5 separate regions of the Mus musculus genome follow, and all the other regions are linked to region 3. Evidence: chromatin contacts called from public HiChIP or PLAC-seq data. All regions are on one chromosome and are shown on one strand. Each heading gives the region's core, a stretch centred on a gene start, on an enhancer-like site or on the middle of the called end of the contact. The rest is flanking DNA. Distances are from core to core; before and after follow the strand shown.

Evidence for each region. HiChIP or PLAC-seq counts read pairs in DNA pulled down with a chosen protein or histone mark.
Region 1: an H3K27ac HiChIP or PLAC-seq map of embryonic stem cells shows a contact between it and region 3, with 9 read pairs. The contact joins two enhancer-like sites. A contact is called at or near these places in 1 of 484 Hi-C or Micro-C datasets (embryonic stem cells), 3 of 115 datasets of contacts at active chromatin or transcription factors (embryonic stem cells and trophoblast stem cells) and 1 of 9 other capture datasets (embryonic stem cells).
Region 2: an H3K27ac HiChIP or PLAC-seq map of embryonic stem cells shows a contact between it and region 3, with 2.1 times the contacts expected there. The contact joins two enhancer-like sites. A contact is called at or near these places in 21 of 484 Hi-C or Micro-C datasets (bone marrow-derived macrophages, embryonic stem cells, extraembryonic endoderm stem cells and 7 more), 11 of 115 datasets of contacts at active chromatin or transcription factors (bone marrow-derived dendritic cells, embryonic forebrain, embryonic limb bud and 2 more) and 3 of 9 other capture datasets (adipose tissue, embryonic stem cells and liver).
Region 4: a contact with region 3 is called in an H3K4me3 HiChIP or PLAC-seq map of embryonic stem cells, with 30 read pairs. The contact joins two enhancer-like sites. A contact is called at or near these places in 14 of 484 Hi-C or Micro-C datasets (differentiating embryonic stem cells, embryonic stem cells, extraembryonic ectoderm and 1 more), 7 of 115 datasets of contacts at active chromatin or transcription factors (embryonic stem cells and stem cell-derived neural progenitor cells) and 1 of 9 other capture datasets (embryonic stem cells).
Region 5: a contact with region 3 is called in an H3K27ac HiChIP or PLAC-seq map of trophoblast stem cells, with 15 read pairs. The contact joins the promoter of Peg10 here to the enhancer-like site in region 3. A contact is called at or near these places in 17 of 484 Hi-C or Micro-C datasets (cortical neurons, embryonic stem cells, microglia and 4 more), 7 of 115 datasets of contacts at active chromatin or transcription factors (embryonic limb bud, embryonic midbrain, embryonic stem cells and 3 more) and 2 of 9 other capture datasets (adipose tissue and embryonic stem cells).

Annotation. Positions count from the first base shown.
Region 1 is chr6:4,676,199-4,678,898 of GRCm38.p6, reverse strand. Sgce (sarcoglycan, epsilon) reads left to right here. Exons shown (of 11, transcript NM_011360.3): 10 at 789-832. Among named protein-coding and RNA genes, the nearest start is that of Gm38761, 23 kb to the right of the region's middle. Within about 2 kb of position 1,263, at least 9 of the 459 cell types and tissues checked have an H3K27ac peak or open chromatin away from gene starts, as enhancers often do. A contact at or near this core is called in embryonic stem cells, where this site is marked.
Region 2 is chr6:5,109,315-5,112,029 of GRCm38.p6, reverse strand. It overlaps Ppp1r9a (protein phosphatase 1, regulatory subunit 9A), which reads right to left. Exons shown (of 16, transcript NM_001363809.1): 8 at 977-1,030. Among named protein-coding and RNA genes, the nearest start is that of Gm46949, 43 kb to the left of the region's middle. Within about 2 kb of position 1,444, at least 212 of the 459 cell types and tissues checked have an H3K27ac peak or open chromatin away from gene starts, as enhancers often do. A contact at or near this core is called in embryonic stem cells, where this site is marked.
Region 3 is chr6:4,883,224-4,885,923 of GRCm38.p6, reverse strand. No RefSeq gene overlaps it. Among named protein-coding and RNA genes, the nearest start is that of Ppp1r9a, 18 kb to the left of the region's middle. Within about 2 kb of position 1,408, at least 10 of the 459 cell types and tissues checked have an H3K27ac peak or open chromatin away from gene starts, as enhancers often do. A contact at or near this core is called in embryonic stem cells, extraembryonic ectoderm and trophoblast stem cells, where this site is marked.
Region 4 is chr6:4,657,717-4,660,416 of GRCm38.p6, reverse strand. All of the region lies in intron 1 of Gm38761 (a long non-coding RNA gene), which reads right to left. Among named protein-coding and RNA genes, the nearest start is that of Gm38761, 4.5 kb to the right of the region's middle. Within about 2 kb of position 1,361, at least 5 of the 459 cell types and tissues checked have an H3K27ac peak or open chromatin away from gene starts, as enhancers often do. A contact at or near this core is called in embryonic stem cells and extraembryonic ectoderm, where this site is marked.
Region 5 is chr6:4,745,919-4,748,618 of GRCm38.p6, reverse strand. Peg10 (paternally expressed 10) reads right to left here and starts at 1,313. Exons shown (of 2, transcript NM_130877.2): 1 at 1,041-1,313. It overlaps Sgce (sarcoglycan, epsilon), which reads left to right and starts at 1,415. Exons shown (of 11, transcript NM_011360.3): 1 at 1,415-1,639. The coding sequence starts at 1,531.

The sequences.
Region 1 (2,700 bases), core at 14-2,513, 210 kb after region 3:
GAAATAAGAAATATTGAGGTGTGTGTTACAGATCTGTGTCTTGGGAGGTCACTGGTCAGCAGTGGGTTGTAAGGGACGAAGAACTACATCAGAGCTGTCAGAGGCTCCAAGGGAGACATGAAGGTGTAAACGAAGGGGACAGATTTAACGAAAGCTGAGAAACATCCCAGTGATTGCCTTTGGGAACGGAAAGAAACGTCAAGGGGGACTCGAAACTCTTCCTAGTCCAGGCAGGGAAATGGCCTTTTTTGGCATGAAGATAGCATGTTTAGTGAATAAAGGTAGTGATATGCCTTCAAAGCTGTTATAACGTACCAGTGATGATTGTACGATATGATGATGTATATAGACATATGTGTATGCACAGATCCATACCGGTTTTATGATCTAGACCTAGTTTGAGATTGTACACATCAGTAATTTAATTGCTGGCATCACTGTGTTTATATCTTTATCCACTGTTATTAGCCGTGTGATTTTCAAACTTTAAGGCTATTTTCACGTATAAGAAAATAGAAAAACTAATAAGACCTATGTTTTAGAATCATGAGGGAGTTTTGTTATGGCATATGGTAAGAATTTCATGGACATTATCAGAGATTGCTATTTGTCTTCCTTGGTCTTCAGTTCTCTCATGTATGTGCATAGCTCAATGCCCCACAGGGTGCAAAACCTGAGCCCGTTATCTGAGTGATACCTCTCCGAGCAGATTTCTATCTTAATGTGTCTTGGTCTCTGATTACCAGTGTGCAAACACATTTTTACTCAATAATGTTAATCATTTCTAGGAACTTGCCACACCAGACTCAGATCCCTCAACCGCAGACTACAGGTGAGTACTAAGATGCTAATTCAGTGTTTATGGATGAGCTAATATAGTAAAAGATTGTCATAGCACTCTATAATTGATGACACTTTTGTCTTCATCACGGGAGGCAAAACAGTTGTATCATTCCTTAATTAGACTGAGGAGCTCAGAAGAGTGGCTTAGACTTTTGCATCAATGGGCCTCAGAACGACAAACAAATGGTAAATGATCTTAAAGCAGCAGTGTCCTTCCGTGGAGGTCTTGTCTAATTAAGAAAGATGCATTCCACTCCCTTTCTACATGGGAACTCCTTATTCTTCCCCTTGGTATAAAAGATTTTTAGCTTGGGTGGGTCCAGGATTTGTCTCAGTAAGTGATCAGGTTGAAACTGACTCTCACAAAGGGCAACCATTGTGACTAATTGCTGAGCCTTCAGGGCGATCAATGAGAAATGGTTGGCCTGTTTTAAAGCTGCTTTAAAAAGCCATTAGAATATGACCAGTGAGGACAAGATGATGGGCAAGTCTCCCTGGCTGTTCTCTTTCCCCAAGCCATGCTTTCTTTAAGTTCATTTCTTTCAAGTGTCCCTAAAAAATCTCCACAGCCAATTATTTCATTCATTCTTAACTTATTCACAATTGTCTACTAATTAGTGGTTGGTTCCTAGTTCTAATTGCCAGGCAACCAGTAATGCCTTTGTTCCTCTTTTGGAAAGCAAGAGAAGTTCTAAAAATGTAAGTTGAGTGTGGAATTCTAAGTATGAATAGTGGCTTTGTGGTGGGAAAAGCCATTAAGTGAGTCTCAAAAAAAAAAAAAATGCCAGCCACATTAGAAATGTATTGGATGTTTTCATTCAGAGTTATCTCCTCTATTACTGCTCTCGGGAATTTAAGGAGATTTTCGTTTGACAACTTTTCAAAGATTTGAGGCAAGTATAATAAAGTTTTTCATCAGATTTTAATTATAAGATGATGTTTATCAGAATTGTTCCTAGGGTTTTGATTGCTTCATTTAATTAAATGCTAATATGATTCAAGTAGACCATTCAATATATTGATGGGTGGTGTGCGTCTGTAAACATCCAGGGGATTGATGACGAAACAAACTTAGTTATAAATATTCGTCACTGAAAGAGGAAAACATTCAAGTTCTTACTTCTAATTTCATGGCTATCTTTTTAAAGAGAAAAAAAAATTAAAGGAACACGACTGTAACCAAACTGATAGAGCACCTTTCTCTCTAACCAAGGAAGTCTGTCTCTCCTGAGATGTCAGCTTTCTGACTCTTGTTCACTTGTGGCGTGCAATGAGTAGAAATCACAAAATTTCTAGGAAAGTTATAAACATTTTTTCGAGACTTGTGAAAAGCTAGATTTTTTTCACTCTCTGCCTCCTAGGAGAATAGAGATCTTGAATAGGTGCTGTTGGAGATAGTATCAGTAGATAATGGGACTTGTTTGATATGTTGGGGTGCTGTGCTCAGCACTGGGCAGCTTTCCTTGTCGGGAGCAGCACATGGGCAGAGCTGGGTACACTGATGAAGAAGGGCTTCCTTCCCCTTGGAGGTCTTTTGGCTGCTCAACCTCATTTTTTCCAATATTTTTCTAAAAAGATTTTTGGGAAAGTAGCATTTCGATGGAAAGAGTTCCTCCTTCTGGTTAGGGCGGACCTCGTACTCTCTTGTTTTCTGCACGTTGATGCGTGTTACAGACCAGACGGTAGGATCTTCTCGTGGGTGCTTTGCTGTTACTGTTTTCTCAGTGAGCCTCTCAAGGATCTGTGTGCAGAAGGGAGCGAGACCACCCTAGCACTGGGTGCTAACTAGGAGAGATGGTTCTTTCTGCCTCCCAAACATTTAAAGCATTAAAGGTGTTAGGCCTCCTGGGGAGGGAG
Region 2 (2,715 bases), core at 195-2,694, 230 kb before region 3:
CCGCGGACACCATGAATGATGCTGAAATAAGCTTTGACTAGAGAGCTCCAGAGCGTATTAGTCAGGAATGCCACTTAACCAAAGTAGCCAGCTAACTCATCTCCACTTAACCAGCTAACTCATCTCCATTTAACCAGCTAACTCATCTCCATTTAACCAGCTAACTCATCTCCATTTAAAACACATGGAAAACCCAAAGCATGTATTCACTGTGAATCAGAAAACAGATCACTCGACGTAGGCAATAATTATTTTGTAATTTTAAAAAGACTATGGAAACAATACAGCATCGTTTGAAAGCAACTGAAGATATTTTTAAGTCTCTGAAAACATACATTTGATAGAAATGAACAACAATAGCTAGAACTGTATCTTGTACAAGAATTTTACAGTTTCCTTTGATGTCTCACTATTTCATAGAGATTAAAAATATTTTCTTTTATTAATATTTTTCTCTTCAACAAATTTAAATAATGTGAAGTGAGTATATCTCAAGATTTCCAGTAGCAGCTGAATCTAAATTAATTACACAATGCATAGAATGAGCTTATAACTTTACTTCTTAGACATGGGAAGTTTTTCCTAAAAAGAAATTAATGTTCCACATTAAAACAATACATTGCTTCCAGTAAATTAGCTGAAATTATTATAAGGTAAATGACAGAAAGGAGATTTGCTATACCAGCTTATATTTTAGAAATTAATACACAGATGCTTGAGCCATTAAAAATATTATTTTTAATGAAATTTCAGAGAGACTAAACAGTTTAAATCTACTTAAAACACCAAGTGCCCTGTGGCCTTCTCTGGTTATGTGCGGTTATGCTCAGTCTCAAGACAGGTCCATCGATGTACTTAATGTTGGAAATGACCATCTCATGGAAATATGCTCTCAAGTGCACGGGAGCAAATCCATTACTCCCAGAGTATCTGAAGTTTAAAGAGTACAATTCAAACACCACGGAGCGGTGCTTACCTTGGTCTTCAATTTTTGAATCTCTGCTTCTGTAACTGCATGTTTGATTTGCAACTGAAAATTGAAAAGAAAAACATCTCAACTAAGAGTGTTTCTATATTTTTAAAGACTCAGCAGCGAGAAGAATATCTTATGACACAATTAAAAAAATGCTCAGGACCCTGCTGCATTGCAGCAGGTTGTAATTACAAATGTCTAGCATGTAAAATGACTCAGTGGGTGCAAACTAATTAAACATAGGGTTTATGACTCACGGTCCCTAATATCCGATTAAGTTACCAGTTTAATTGCTAAGGGGCCAAAGAAAAGAAAACTCATTTCTTGGCCTCTGCTGCTCTGCCTTTACGATCTGAGCGTCCAGGAGCTGTTTCCTTCCTGAGGCTCGCCCACAGAATGGCTTGAGCCAGCCAGTCAACAGGCCTCGCACAGTGTGAAGAGTCATTCCCACATCGTGCAGAAAGGTGGCGCTGTGGCTCTGTGAGTCGCTCTCACATTCCGCAGAGCAGCTCTGCAGCAGAGGAAGGAGTGGGACGCAGTGGCACAGAAATCTCCGGTTTGTTTTCCGTTTGTGTTCCTTTTTAACCGCAGGAAAGGTACAGATTCAAAATTCTGCCTTCCAAAAGATCTACCTGTATAAAGACTCCAAGCCCCAAAGCATTTTCTTTACAACACAATAGTGGTCTTTGCCATTTGTTTGCTTTACTCCCCCGCCCCCACTCCCTCCCCGACCACGACTGTTTTCCTTCTAGGGGTCATTCATTTCTTTAAGGGCTAAACACCCTTGAATTTAGGGAAAACAGTTTACAGGTTCACAATTTGTTCTCTGGATGTTTTTGATGGGAAGGATGTTTTTGAAATTCCCAATTCTCCCGGTTTTATAGGTCCAAACAGCCCAGTGGAGGGTCTGGGGAGGGAGACACTTTGCAGCCAAGCCCATGAACATTTTCTGCTCTGCAGCTGAGCACAGCCACTAAGTGATGCAGGTGGCACTGTTTCTTTTGGTTATGCTGAATCCTAAATTGGTTTGCCACAAAGTTACTGAAGACCACATCCCACCATCTCACCCCCCCCCCTTTTTTTTTTGTCCAAAGTACTTCGGAGTTAGGACTGTACCGAATCTGGGTTTCTTGGTTTTATGCCACAATCTTAGTGGTCCGTCTCACTCAGATGCCATTAGCAGATACCCAAAGTGTGAGTGTGCCAGGCAAGGAAACTACACCAAGCTTTCTCAGTGAAAAATACTGGCAGAGGTCTTTTGTGCTCACCAGAAATCCTGATCCCTTAGTGAGTACAGCGATGTGGGGAAACTGAGGCTCAGAGCAAATGATCAACCTAACTGTACAAAAAAAACCAACACTAGAACTGGATTAGATCTTGGATATCTAGGTTCTGATCTTGTGCCATTTCTCTAAAAAATTAAAGATGAACTTTATAAGCATCTACTGAGGGGCTCTAGGCAAGATGCTGTAAAGATAACACCCCCCCACACACCTCTCTCAAATAAACAGCCATGATAACCTGCCACTCAAGAATAAAGCCACAAAAGAATATTCTTTAATATACAACATGGAAATGTATATACAACCACAAGGAATTATTTTCCAGAGGTATTATATTCTTAGAGAATAAAGCAAATTCATATGCCTGGATGATTTTTTTCCCATCCATTACTAACAAAAATATCTACTCTGTTGTTTAAACTAATCTGAGTGTGGGCTCTGTTTATAGCTTTCAGTAAG
Region 3 (2,700 bases), core at 159-2,658:
TTGATTATTACTTCCGGGTTTGTGGGGATGGATCTTATTGGACATCCTACTCCTGAAGGCTTAGTAAAGAGAAAACACACTTCTGTAGCAACATCAACAAGACTTGGAAATACACTTAAAATCAGTTTCAGCCTACTGATGCAGCACCAAAGTTATTAAGACAAAACAAAATTGCTTTAGAATGTATTATAAAGTTAATGTTGGTTTAAAGAAGTATGGAAACAGTAAATGAATCAGAAGGAGGGAAGAAAATAGGAGAAGCAGCATGAAGAGATGAAAGAAGAAATAATGAAATAGAAAAAGGTTGCAAAGAGAGAGTCCAGAGGTTAGAAAAAAAGAAAATGAAGGAAGTTTTTTTTTTCTCCAATAATAAAGAACTTCAAAAACAAAACAAAATTAAATAAATGTATGGAGGGAAATAAAACATAAAAATGTAAGAGAACCTTTAAAAGCCTGTAAGTCAAATTAGAAGAACTATTGGGTGAATTAGAGGTGGGGAACAGAGGGGACAAAAAGAGAAAAGAAACTAAAGAGAAATAATTCCCCTAAATGGAAAAATTCTGTAAAGACAATTAGATGAATATATGAAAGGGAGTAAAAAATGAAAGTGGAAAAAAAACCATAAAATGCAAAAATCTTTCTGAAAGTGTAGCAAAAAACCAAAATGATGGGGAGAGGCTCACAAGGCCCCACCCCACCCTCGAACATCTATGGGCAATTACTGGTTACCCAGAGATGGAGAGACATGATGTAGCCACTGACAAGGTACCTGTGCTCTTGCAAATAACCCCTAGTCCATGTTCCTATGACAAAGGCTAATGAAACACACAGGTACTCACAAGTAGGTGTAACACACACACACACACACACACACACACTCCATAGGCATAAGGACATGAGAATAGAAGGGACACTAGCAAGGAAGAAAAAAGGGATCACCAGGAGTGAGGCGGGGAGGCGGGAGAGGGATCACTGGGGAGAGATATAGTCAATAGGGTTTCAGCATGTATGATGATGTAATAGTGGAGCCCGTTACTGTGCACATTTAATATAAGCTAATGAAGATATTTAAACAATAGCAATTCAAAACCCAAGAGATATCCCTCAAAGAAAATAAAAGAAAAAGAGAACAAAATAATAACAACAAAAAACCAACCAACCAGACCCCAAAACACCAAACCAACCAACCAGATAAACAAAAATCTGTGCTGGAGCAGGTTCTTTTCAGGACCTCAAAAATTGGAGACTTCCAATTAATTCCTGAACTGGAGGAAAGCTGACCTACGGGGTGCACACTCCCTTTGGTTTACAGGGTTGTATTGTTGAGTCTGTGTGAGACTGCTGTCAATCAGACCAGGTTCACAGTGGCCATTTTTGTCCTTAGCATACCAGGGATCTCTCTGGCCACACCTAACTATGTTATGTGGGCTGGAGAGATTCTCGTTCCTGACATTCTCAAGTGATTCCCTCTAGGTTGACTGCTTTGTGTGGGAGGTATTCTTCCAGGGCGTTGGGAGTGTGAAAATTCACTGACACACTGAGATAAGTAAATGAGGAGGGTCTGCTTTTGTACCTACAAGACCTCCTGAGTACCAGATTTCCCTACTGGATGGAGACAGTTGGTATTGTGTACTCCTGGAAATTCAAAGTTTTGGGGCTCAGAGCAGTAATCAGCAGGTAGTAGGGCACAAAAATTTTTATCTACCCTCTGACCTGAAGTGCAGAGCTATCAAGTCCAGGGTAATTCTCAGTTGGTAAGATCTGTTCCTGGCCACCAAGGACAGGGCTATATCTTGCCCTATGCACACTCCAGCCCAAACCCAGGAGATCCAGCCTCCTGTCCCCTGGGTTCTGGATAAGATGATCCATCAGTAGTTGACCCTTTTGCTCTCTACAGTTGCCTCTTGGGTCATCCCACAGGTCTATCACAGGCCAATTTGAGGCTCGATGACTTGTTCCCCGATGTCAGACTCTCTGAGTGGCACAAGTTTTCACACTAGGGTGGTTCTAGTGCTACCCTCCTTGTGTCACAGCATGCCACAATGTTACTCCTACTGCTGGAATCAATGGATGAAAAGTTGTCTGCCTGATTTGAGACTCTGAGGGCTGTGGACTTTTTCTGTGCTTAGGACTTTAATCTGACTTAGCTCTTAGAAGCTAAGTTCCTTCCTGGGAACTGCAAGGCTAAGGCTACACTTGATGTTCTCTGAGCTGCACATCTGCTTCTTATCTTTTCCAGAACTCTTGCATTTCTCTCATGGACTTCTGAAGCATCCGTATTATTGTTCTCTTTGGACTAAAGTAGAATGGGTTGATTGTGATTCGAACCCAACTTGGCCCCAAACTTGCTATTTAGCTGAGGATGATTTTCAGCTACTGGGATGACGGGTGTGCACTGCTATGCTCAGTTCTAGTTTCCTTACTCTCTCTCTGTCTCTGTCTCTCTGTCTCTCTGTCTCTGTCTCTTTCTCCATCACCCATACAGAGTCAGGGCCTGTCCTATATCACACTCTGAACTCCCACAATTCTCTGCTCCTTTAGATGTTCTAACAAACTCTTCACATAAGAACTGATGTGGGGTCTTCTTCCAAGTGTCAGAGTAAAAGGATTTTTGAATTGAGTAACTGATTATGAGTCAGGTTCAAATATTCGGTATATAATACCATTCAATGTGTTCCAAATTTTAAAGTAGATATAAAT
Region 4 (2,700 bases), core at 112-2,611, 230 kb after region 3:
GGATAGTGACACATGAAGGGGACAGTCGCAGGCTGAGCTCTAGATGACTGGCCAGCTGCTCTAACCTGGCCAGTTCCAGGCACAGAGAGATCTCATCTCAGAAAACCAAAGTGGATGGCACCGGAAAGTTGTCCTTCCACAGACACACACACACACACACACACACACACACACACACACACACACACACACATACACTCACACTCACTCACACACACACACACACACTCACACTCACTCACACACACACACACTCACTCACACTCTCTCTCTCACACACACACTCACTCACACACTCTCTCTCTCACACACACACACACACACACACACACACACACACACTCACACTCACTCTCACACATATTCTCTGTCTTTCTTGCTCACTTTCTCTCCCCCCCCCCCCCCTACAATGGAAAGGTAGTATCTTAATAGAGAAAGACACTAAGGAATATTTTTAGGTGAGAAAAAGCTCAAAACTCTGGTATGTTTTATGTTAGGAGGGGAAAAAAATAGCAATTTTCTTTGCCATCTTTGAAACAAATTTTCAAGAACACAAGAAGCTAAGAGACAGGATTCCTTGTAGTTGGGTGGTAGAAAGCACAAGAACTGGGCAAACCAGGAAAACCTGAAACTTTGTGCTACTTCTCCTTAGGACGTTTTACATTTTGAACTACCAAAATCTATTTCCATATAACAATAAATACATAACCAAACATTTTGTCCTTGGAAGAAGTTAGTGACCGGTGCTGGTAACTACACAGCCAAGTGTCTTGATCTTGGGAGAGAGGTTAGTGGCAGGTGGTGGCTCCCGCATACCTTCCCATCTCAGCAGACTTTCTGTCTCCTCTGGCTTTTAAAGATAACCAGAACCCTGGAGGCTCCGCGAGGAATGCCGACCCTCTGGAACCTTCTTTCTGATCTCACCGAGTGATAGACCGATCTCTCCACTGATTTTTTTTTTATTTTTTTATTTTAATGGCTAGATTCTTCCTGTAAATGAAGCATGCACTCCCGCTTCGTGGCGGGATCACTGCGATTTAAGTTTCTGTCTCCTAAAATGTCCGCTCTTACTCACAGTCCTGCTCGGATTAGAACTGTGGAAAACTATGGAACCCCGGGCCTGGCACGGAAGACTCAAGGCCGTAGAAAAGAATTAAAAACTAGACGATTACAACACAGAAGAGAAAAATAATTCACAATGACTAAGTAAGACTCAAAAGCAAGCTATCAGCACATCCGTGAAAGTGCAAAACTCCGGCCAGTGTCAGCCATATCGCTTTTGGCTCACTGACTTAGCAAATGTAGGCGTGAGCTGCTAGAGGGACACAGGGTGACAGAAAGCTTTTGTCTGCACGCTAAAACCCTCACCAGAACGGCCATCTTTCTTGCACACCGTGATTGCACACCGTGATTGAGCTGCGGGAAGCACTAAGGGCTGGTAGTTTTTACAGGAAGACCTTAGAATTTGCTCTCAGTCACGGACAGTCGGGGCTCTGGACATTCATACCTACATTGGCGGGGTCCCAGACAACACAGACAGTGTCACAGAAAGCCCACAGTAGCACATTTCAAAAGGAAAAAAAAAAAGTGACGTAAACACAAAGTGTCAGTAGGCTACTGAGAACGACTAGCTTTGCTGTGATCCGAGTTCTTTCTGAGTTAGCTAGTTATGAAATGAAAACCAATGCGCTGAAATGAACTGTTCTATGCTGCCGTACACACTAGAAAGCAGCAGCCACAAGTTAGACAACACCTTGATTAAAATAATTTTAAAATCCTTATATAAGGATATTAAAAGTAAGCACATTAAACTTTTTTTCTACTTTGCTTTTTAATTTTGTTTTTTTTTTTTTTTTGACTAAGAGAAATTATGATTGTGTGAATTTTATTTTCTTTTGTTTGTATGACTAAGCCATTCTTTCTGCATCGGAGATTAAAATTAAATTATATTTTGTCTCCCTCCATTCTTTGCTTATTAAAATACTGTGTTCTCTGTATTATTAATTTTCACATACATATGACTATCCCTGTTTTTTTTTTCTGTTTTTTGCATGGAGCATGAGAATTTAATTGTAAATTCTGGTTTATCATTATTATTAACTATAAATGATCCCTTAATTTTTTATTTTTGTTTTCAGGCTTTAGTAACTTGTATGTTAGCTCCAGAGATCTTTAAGTACTCAGCCAAGGTAGGTTATTGCGATTGTCCTGGAAGTGTTGCTCTGAGATGCCGGCTATAAATGCACTATATAGGATGGCAGTGGACAGATAACCCCCACTTTAAACCTTGGGAACAGCCTTGGTGTTATTAGAAGTTCTGTCTGTCTGTGACTACTGATCCCAGCCACGGCCAGGCATGACAAAGGTATTAACTGACCATACACCTTTTCAATACTTGGCATCTCTGATGGACAGTCTTAGTTCTAGGGTCCCCACCACCCTCACTATGATTTCTTGACACTGTTGTGACACATCTTCTTAAGGATCCTGGCACACACACTGTTCTGTGTGTAAATGTCACAGCCTGCAAAGGGGCTTTGTCTGTGGACCCCTGCTATGTCATTTCTCCCTTCTTTTTCACAAGTATTTCCCATAGCCGATCTTTTAGACATCTAATTCCTTTTGCTTTCTGGGTACACAGCAGGCAGCTAGAGAAGTTTGAGAAGATAGATGGTAAAAATGAAGTTACGTTAGGAGGCC
Region 5 (2,700 bases), core at 64-2,563, 140 kb after region 3:
CGGAGCCAGTTTTGACCCGAAAGGTGAACTGTGTTGTCCCCTCACCAAGGAGAGATACGTTCTCTCGTCTTCCCAACGCTACTTTCTGTGTCACTTAAGAGGCTGCAGGTCTTATGCCTGTGCCGCAGTTTGTAGCGCATTTTCTAAATTCACTCTTGTTGCGCTTTTGCGTTTGGTTACTCTCCTGCAGCTTTCCAAATTGAATACGTGAAACACGAATCGGTTTTGGGTATCACCGTAGTTCGGGCTGGTTTGTGGCGCATGAAGCGCCCCGTTCGCCCCGTTCACAGGTTCGCCTGTTCGCCCGTTTCATTTGCTCGTTCGTACGCTGAAGCGCATGAAGCGCCCATTAGTACAGTGAAGCGCATGGCGCGCCCATTAGTACAGCGAAGCGCATTAAGCGCTCATTAGTACATCGTAGCACATGAAGCGCCCATTAGTACAGCGAAGCGCATGAAGCGCCCATCAGTTCGTAGCGTGTGAAGTGCCTATGAGTATTTTGTAGCGCATGAAGCGCCTATGAGTATTTTGTAGCGCATGAAGCGCCTATGAGTATTTTGTAGCGCATGAAGCGCCTATGAGTATTTTGTAGCGCATGAAGCGCCTATTAGGATTTTGTAGCGCATGAAGCGCCCGTTAGTTTATCACAGCGCAAGACGCGGCCGTCTGCAGTGCAATCCGTTCGTAGCGCGGCACTTAAGAGTGCAGAGCCAGTCACTTTGCAGCGTATTTGGGGAGCTCATCACAATTCGGTCAGTAGCTCATGTGCGTCTGCAGCTCATCGCTGTCCGCAGCTCATGTGTCTACCGACCATTTCTGGACGCGAGTCGTGGAAACCGAATTCGCGGACCCGAAGCCGTGAAGACTTGCTTTCCACGCTCTCGTCTCAGGATCTGGCCACTGAAGGCTTGACAAAATTTGCGAGGAGATATTTTGGGGGGCGCTACTTTTATCTCCCGCAGCTCCCGATGTAAAACGGGGATTGCGTGTGACCGTTTTCTTGGAGTTAAAAAAAAAAAAAAAATCCTAACCATACTCACCACACGAGGATTCCTCTGCGATGCCACGAAGGATGAGGGGTCCCGCGACGGCCCGGTCCACTGGGTGACCGCGGTCCGGAGAAGGCTCCGGACCGCAGCCCGCGCAGCAGACCTAGGCGAGGCTCGGTGGACCTTCTCGGTTGGCTGCTCTCCCCAGGTCGTAGTTGGTCAGGATTCTTCGACACACACCAACTCAAGTTGGAAACGCGTGTATCGGGAGTCCGGACTGCTTGCCTTATATAGAGAGATCCTAGGAGGGGGGGCGCCAAATCCCAGCGTGCTTCGCGAGCAGCGGGGGCGGAGGGGGGCGCGTGGGCGGGCGCCTTGGGGGATGGGGTGGGGGCGCGGCATGCACTGCTTTGGCCCGCCGCTAGGGGCAGCATGGGCTCAGGAAGGGGGGGTGCGCGATGCTGAACTGGCCAAGCTGGGAGGAAAAAAAGAAAGGGAGGGGAGGGGAGGATCGAGGACGGTTGGCTTAGGCAGGCCAAGAATGCTATTATTCTGGTGGTGGGAGCTGGGAGACCCTTGTGCTTGGACGGGAAAGGGTCGGGGGACACTCAAGATGAGCCCCGCGACCACTGGCACATTCTTACTGACAGGTTAGTGGCCTGCGCGCGACATGGAGGTTCAGGGGCCCACAGGCCGCCGCCTCACACTCCCCCACTCGGGTTCCGGGGTACCAGGGCGTGCCCAAAGGGTGCTAGTCCCGCTCTATGCCCAATGCCTCCCCCTCACAGCACCCCTCTTTCAGGACACCCTGCAGCCCACCTTTTGGGCCAAGTGGGTCCCTCCCCAGGCTTGACCCCTGGCCTTCTCTTTCTCTCTGCACCCCCACGGCCCCTCCCTGTCCAGCAGGGCAGGAATTCAGCTCCAGTTTCCATTAAGAAGGGCGCCCCTCCTCGCCCCCCCAGCCTAGTGGTGGACATCTTCTGATCCCTGAAACAGACTTGGGGGGTCGTTGCCCCTCGGGGTGGGGATGGGGGTTTTATCCCACAATTGAGACTCCCTGGCCTAGATGTGAACCAAAGGACATGTCTGGCCAGCTGCTTTCTCTCTTACACAAAGATGTACATCTTTTCTCATTTTCTGGGATCTGGTTGAGAGAGAAAAAGACCACCAAAATGTGACATTTAAAAGATCGAAGCCCCCCCCCCCCCGCGCGCTTTTTTTTTTTTTTTTTTTTTAAAGCATATTTCCTGGTGGCGCGAACCTGATTTTTCCTTAGGTTTTACCGAACACGGAAGCAGGATCATGAAATTCTGGGAGCCAAACGGCGGTGTGCAGGTCAGGGTCAACCATGGCTGGGGGCCAGAGATGCTGCAAACAGCACCCATTGCCCTACTAAATACGTTACGAAGGGAAAGCAAGAACAATTGAAAACAGCTGTGGATGCTTCCAATGTTCTTGGCGGGCTTTGGAAGCCTTCAGCTACGGACTTTGTGAGGTTTACACGGAGACCTCAGCTTCCCCCCCCACCCCGCGCCGTTTTATGTTTCTAAATCTTGTGGGTGAATGAATGTTTTGGGGAGCAGTAACTGTAGGTTCAAACCTTTGAAACAGGTCACCGAGACTCAGCTCCAAGCATTTCCTTGGCTTGAAACATAAACCTGTAAATTTTTTTTGTTTGTTTGTTTGTTGTTGTTGTTTTGTTAGAGAAATT